2 separate regions of the Sus scrofa genome follow, and region 2 is linked to region 1. A link is a contact called in public Hi-C data. All regions are on one chromosome and are shown on one strand. Each heading gives the region's core, a stretch centred on a gene start, on an enhancer-like site or on the middle of the called end of the contact. The rest is flanking DNA. Distances are from core to core; before and after follow the strand shown. Region 1 overlaps SEPT9 (septin-9). Region 2 has its middle 18 kb from the start of SEPT9.

Region 1 (3,105 bases), core at 425-2,924:
CGACCGGCATGGACCTTGGGAACCCTAAGCCCCGTGAAGCCAGCCAGGCCCCAAGGGAAAAATACTGCCTGATAGCACTTCCATGGGGTCCCCCGAGAGGTTCTATTCCTAGAGACAGAAGGGAGGATGGGGCAGTGGGAGTTGGTGCTCAAGGCAGACGGTTTCCGTTTTGCACTCTGAGTTGTGTAGATGCTTGCCCAGCACTGCCGTACCCACACTTCAAATTGGTTAGGATGGCACACTTTGTGTTATAGAATACATAATAAAATTAATATTTTACCATGATTTTTAGAAGTCACACGTGGCTGCCTCATCGGGCGGTGCTGGAGTTGCTGGTCCAGCTGGCTCGAGCCCCCGGGGTCCCGCTGGGGTTCCCGAAAGTGACTCTGGGCCAGTGGGCCTGCCAGGGCCTCTGCTCTCCCCCCGGGGCGGGGGGGGGTCCTGAGGGCAGACCCCAAAGTGCCCTGGCGGGTAGGTGCAGGGGGAGGAGCTCTCGTGCTTGTGGGGGACGTCAGGGGGTGGGCAGAGTTGGGGTTGCCGACCAGGGTGCCTCCCAGCGGGGGGCCCTTGCAGGAATGGCCCCTCACCTGTGCAGGAGGCCAGGCCCTTCCCCCAGTGAAAAGGATGGCGCTTGTCGTGTTTTTATGATGACTTCTCAAGCGGGGGCCCTGGTGGGCAGGATGTTTGCTTTGGTTCGAGTTTCTGCCCTGGATGTCAGTGCCTGCGGAGGGGCCAGCCGGAGCCTCCCTCGCTCTGCGGCTCCCAGGGCCCACGGAGGGAAGTGTGGGGGTTCGGGGGTGGCTCTGCCCGGGAGGGGGTGGGGGATGGAGGGGGATGTGGGGGTGGGCGGGGGGCCGGCCCAGTCCCGGGCAGAATGGCTCCCAGAGCCACAGACAGATGGAAGCAATTTTTGGTCACGTGGGGCAGGGGCTGAACTGCTGCCCCAAAAGACAAGGCCCCATGTCTGTCTCCAGGAAGCAGCCCCAAAGCCACACGTCCAGGCCAGATGCAGCTCTGCTCTTTGTTTATTTAAAGATGCTGGAGCCTGGGGCAGAGTGTTTCTGAAGAGTGAGCAGAGGCCTTCTGAGCCTTCCCTGCCGACCAGGGAGGAGGCCCCCCAGTGGCGGCTAAATGGGGGTCCCTGCCTCCTGGGCCCCTCGCCCTTCCCTGGCCTGGGGGGTGGGGGCAGCGTGGATCCGAGGCCTCAAGTGTGCGCCTGTTGTTAGGACAGCTGCGTGGCCCCCGCGGGTTTAATGCGTTAGGCTCCTGGCCCGTCTGTTCTGTAGGAAGGGCTGTGCTTCGTCCAGGCTGCGGAGACTGGGACCGACCCCCAGCCCCACCCTGTCTCTGGGATTTATAACCTGGGGTCCCTGTCCTCCTTCCTGGGAGGATGGAGACAGATGTGGCTGCAGAGGCCCGAGCCCAGGGGCGAAGCAGGGGGTCAGCATCCGGTTATTCCCCCAGGAAGTGGAAACGCACTATCCGAAAGCCCCGCTGTGGCCTCTGGCCTGGCGACCTGTGTCCTGCTGCTTCCTGGGGGCGGGGGTGGGGGCGGGGGATGGGTGGCAGGCATCTGAAAGGAAGGCTGCATGCCCAGCCCTGCCTCCTGGGCCCACATCCAGAGCTGATTGCAGGGGAACCAGCAGCCCCTCCCTGGGGGCTGGCAGGCGGGGCTCGCGGGGCGAGGCTGGCGGTGGAGGAGGCTTCAGGCCCGCGCTGTGTGGTCCCTTCCCGGGAGCTCGGGGTGCCCCAGGAGAAGAGACTGTGAGCCTCCTTGGCGGGGGGGAGGATGAAGCCAAAACTCCTTGGCTGGCAAAGTGGGTGGGGAGAGCCTGGACTCTTGGGGGCAGGGAAGGGGGCGCTAGGAGGCCAGCCCGGGAAAGGTGTGGCCTGGGCATGTGCTGTGGGGCTCATGGGGACGTGGCCAGTGTGCTCCAGCCGGACCCTGTGGGGAGCCTGCACTGTTCTGAGTGCCCTGACCAGCCTCTCTGGGCGTGTGCACCTCAGGCCCCACTGGGCCCCTTCTGGGTGTCCCCCTCCCCCACTCCTGCCCCCAGGCCTGGGCATGTGGACTTCTGAAAAGAGGAAGCTTCCAGCCTATAGATCACAGAAGCCTGAGTTATTTTGAGCCTTTCCGCCCCATTTGCAGACCTGAAAGCAAAGCCTTGCCCTGGCCTGTGGGTGTGGGGCCTGCAGGTGCCAGGCGGCCGGAATGAAGACGGCCACCAGGATCTAGTCCAGGGTGGGAGGCAAGGGCAGTGCCCCCAGGTGCTGCCCAGGTCCCTCTCCCTCCTGCCGTCTCCTGGGAACACCTGGGCCCTGAGGAGCGGGGCTCTGCACCCAGACACTCCTGCCTGCAAAGGAGCCCCTCCTCCCAGCACTGCCGCCACCCCGGGGCTGTTGGCACACACCCTGGACGGAGCCAGCGCTGGCTCCCTCCCTCCTTCCTGCAGGAGGCTGCCCCCTTCTATGTTCTGGCTCACAGGTTGGCCCAAACGCTGGCTGTTTGACCCCAAGGGCTCTTAGGCTGTCAGGCCGCAGCAGGTGTTGGGGACTGTCTGAGTCAGTGAAGGAGATGGAGGGGCCCACCTGGGTACCTTGGCTGGGCAGGGTGGAGGCTGGGCAGGGTGGAGGTGGGCAGGATGGAGGTGGGCAGGGTGGGGGTGGGACAGAGAGGGCGCTCCCTTCCCTCAGGGCAGTTCTGGGTGCAGCTCAGGTGAGGAAGAGGAGGTTGGGGGGGTCAGCCTGCCCTGGAGCTGGGGGAGGGGCACCAGGTGGGCAGGGCTGATGGTTTGCCATCTGGACTGAGGCTCCTGCTCCGGGGCTTCCTCAGGGGTCTCTTGAGCAGCTCAGTCTCCCCACCTGAGGATGTGGGGGCTTAGCAGACACCTGCCTGGGACCCCCGCCACCCCTAATGCGCCCTCTCCTCTTTCTGCAGCCTCTGAGGTGGCTCCGGGCAGCACTGGCGACATGGCCGACACCCCCAGAGATGCGGGGCTCAAGCAGGCGCCTGCGCCGCGGAACGAGAAGGCCCCCGTGGACTTCGGCTACGTGGGGATCGACTCCATCCTGGAGCAGATGCGCAGGAAGGCGATGAAGCAGGGC
Region 2 (3,105 bases), core at 312-2,811, 97 kb before region 1:
GGAAGGGCCCATCAGGTGTCCCAGGGTGGCTGAGGGGCTGGGGGGCAGAGCTGATCTTCAGGAAGGGGAGGCTGGGTGCTAACTCGGTGGCAGCTGTGCCGGAGGAGAATCAGGAAGAACAGCCCCTTGCTCTGCTCTGCCTGCTCCCCCTGTGCTGTGTGTGTGTGTGTGTGCACACGCGTGCACACATGCGACCAGAGGAAATGGTTCACACCCCGGGCAATGGTGGGGGCCGGAGCGGGTGGCCCAGGCCCAGGGATGAAAGGAGCCAGAGGAGGAAATGGGGTGGGGGCGGGGCGGGAGATGCAGAAGCAGCTGGAAGAAACGCCTTCCACACCGAGAAGGACTGATGGGGACCACGGGGGTGCCCAGGACAGATCCTCAGCGCCCTGACGTCCAGTCTTGTTTCCTGAAGCCCCGGGGATCCTCCGAGGTGGATGGAAAGGAAGGCTTTCCCTTCGGGTGTGTGTGTGTGTGTGTGTGTGTGTGTGCTCAGGTCTCATTTTCCATTTCGCTGTCTTCCTGACCCCAGAAAGAATTTCCGTGAGCCTCTCCACCCTTCCCCAGGCTGCACGTGGATGGGCACGCACCAGCACACACACACACACTCGTGCGCACACGCACACACGCACACACACACACACCAGCTCTCCTGTGGGTTGTACCTAGGCCTGACAGGAAACCGGACTCTGGGAAACTTCAGGCCCCACCTTTGGCACAAAACCATGTTTTTTTGTTGCTGCTCACTTAAAGGAACAGAAAGTGGGGGCGACCTGGGGCAGTTTACGTTCAGAAGAGCAGATTGTTGCCAAAAGTGTCCCGTACGGCTGAGGGCCTGTCCTGGAGTTTTGGGTCCCGGCTCCAGAGGGCTGTCGAGGTCCAGGCGGCCACACTGAGGCCCGACCTTTCTGGTCCTGGGCCCATCACCCGGTCCAGAGCCCCCCAAGCTGGCTGAGTGCAGGCGGCTCTTAAGTCACCTGGGAAACCTGCTAAAATGCAGGTTCCAGGCCTCCTCGGGGACCCCAGGGTCAGAGGAAAGGGCAGCCGGCTCCCGGGAGTGAGCTGGGTTGGGACACCAGGACGGAGGGAGGCCCCACAGCGGTGCTCGGGGAGCAGAGGGGCTGCCCTGGCCGGGGACACGGGAACACAGGGACTCGTGGACCGGAGCTCGGGGTGAGCGGCTGCCTGACCTTGCCAATAGGACAATGTACTGGACGCAGACTTTGGCTGCAGTGGGGAGGGGACACTGTGCCAACTAGGCCAGCCTTGCTCAGGCCCTGGATCGGCCCTGCGGCTGCCGTAACACGTAACCACGATCCAGGGCTCCAAGAACAGGACTCCCAACTGATTCCTTCTGGAGGCTCAGAGGGGAACCCTCCAGTCTCCGCTTCTGCCACCACGTGGCCTTCTCCCCTGTGTGTCTCTGGGCCCAGATCACCACCCTTTCTCTCATAAAGGGACCAGGATTTAGGGGCCCGCTGTCACCCACGATATTCTCACATCTGCAAAGGCCTGATCCAAATAAGGCCCCACGTTCACAGGTGCTGGGCAGTAGTTTCAGCATATCTCTGGGCAGCACAGCTCAACCTGTGACAAAGCCCCGTCTGCAGAGGGGCCTGTCCAGGGCTCAGTCCTGGAGGCGGATGTGGACGGACAGGTGAGGGGCCGGCCCCGCTAGAGGGCTTGAGGCGGGTCAGAGAGGGGCTGTGGCAGGGCGCTGGCGGTTGCCTGGACGGGAGCCCCACGGAGCAGAAGAGCTACAGTCACTGTCCACACATGGCTGGAGGTTGTCCGTAGAAAGAGGAAGCTTCTTTTGTGTCCCTTCAGAACCCAAAACCGGAACCAGAGATGCGGACACTAACAACAGAAGGTGGAGTTTGACTCATTATGGAAAGAGGCAGTTTTCTCACAGTTTCACTTTCTGACAATGGAGCGAGCAGTTCTGTAAAGTAGTGAGTCCCCCGGCCTAGGAGTATTCAAGTAGAGGCTGTGTGGAAGTCGCTCAGGATGGCCGCAGAAGGGACCTCAGGTTCTGGCTAATGGCAGGTGTCTGTTACTTTATGAGAACTCAAATTTCAAAGTGTAATATTACTGGGACTATACCTAGGACAAGGGCCCTCCATCACCAGACTCCAGGCACTCTGGGCTTCAGGAGGGGATCAGGCTGGGCTTGATCCTACCACCTTTCTCCTGTGTCCCTTCTCTTGGACCCTCTGTGTCGACCAACAGCTCCCAAAAGCTCAAGTCACCTGGTTCCTATGGAAACAGAGCCCGGTCCAGATGTCATCATTCAGAACCGTGTCAGATGGGTTCCGGGTGAGCACGGGCAGGGAGTCACGTGTATGTGTGAAGACGTGCCCGTGCCTTCCACGTGTTGGTGCATACACGCACGCTTGCACTTGGGGGCTAGAGGCGGCTCTGATCGGAGAGGCAGATCCCTCCCTGCAGAGACCCTCCGGCCCAGTGGTCACTAGAACGGGGCTCAGCATCAGCTGCTCCTCCTGGCTCAAATGGGTGGCTTCAGAAACACCTGCTATTCAAGTTCACGACATGTCACGCTCTCTTTTAAGCCCATAATACCAGGTGTCTTAGTTTACTTATGTAGCCAAGCTAGAGAAGTGGTTTTTGTCCCAGGCCCTGTCCTAAGTACGTTATAGATATTAACGCAGCGTCATGATGAGCCTGCGAAGGAGGTGGTGTGGTCCCCGTTTTGTAAGTGAGGCAGTTGAGGCATCCGGGGGGTGGGGGGACTTACCCAGGACCTTCCCCCGCCCCCCAAGCGCACTCACACCCTCGTTCGGTGGTTGCTCCTTCTCCTCTGATTCGATGCAGGTCTCCCGCCGGCCGACCAGAGCCCTGGTCAGGGTCCAGGGCTCCCCTTGGCCCTGAGGGCCATTCTTGCAGCCTGGTCTCTCCAGCCTGGCCCAGCCTGGAGCCTTCTTTCCAGCTGCAGGGAGGGCTGAATAACCGCTGGTCAGGTTCAAACCCACGCCCACACGTCCGTCGTCCCCCCGCCCCCGGCTGCTGGGGGCGGCTGCAGGGGCCAAGGGCTCGCTTGCTTGGGGATCAGGCGCGGCAGCTGGCAGGGAAGGAAATGGCACTTGC

The links. Hi-C and Micro-C count contacts between places; a contact is called where the count stands out from the background.
Region 2: a contact with region 1 is called in a Hi-C map of omental adipose tissue, with 1.9 times the contacts expected there. The contact joins two enhancer-like sites. A contact is called at or near these places in 1 of 5 promoter capture datasets (fetal skeletal muscle), 27 of 47 Hi-C or Micro-C datasets (adipose tissue, alveolar macrophages, blood and 14 more) and 2 of 2 datasets of contacts at active chromatin or transcription factors (alveolar macrophages and skeletal muscle).

What each region holds. Positions count from the first base shown.
Region 1 is chr12:4,266,745-4,269,849 of Sscrofa11.1, reverse strand. It overlaps SEPT9 (septin-9), which reads left to right. Exons shown (of 12, transcript XM_005653856.3): 4 at 2,939-3,105. Among named protein-coding and RNA genes, the nearest start is that of SEPT9, 79 kb to the left of the region's middle. Within about 2 kb of position 1,674, at least 39 of the 83 cell types and tissues checked have an H3K27ac peak or open chromatin away from gene starts, as enhancers often do. A contact at or near this core is called in adipose tissue, alveolar macrophages, fetal liver and 4 more, where this site is marked.
Region 2 is chr12:4,363,752-4,366,856 of Sscrofa11.1, reverse strand. No RefSeq gene overlaps it. Among named protein-coding and RNA genes, the nearest start is that of SEPT9, 18 kb to the right of the region's middle. Within about 2 kb of position 1,561, at least 26 of the 83 cell types and tissues checked have an H3K27ac peak or open chromatin away from gene starts, as enhancers often do. A contact at or near this core is called in adipose tissue, alveolar macrophages, fetal liver and 4 more, where this site is marked.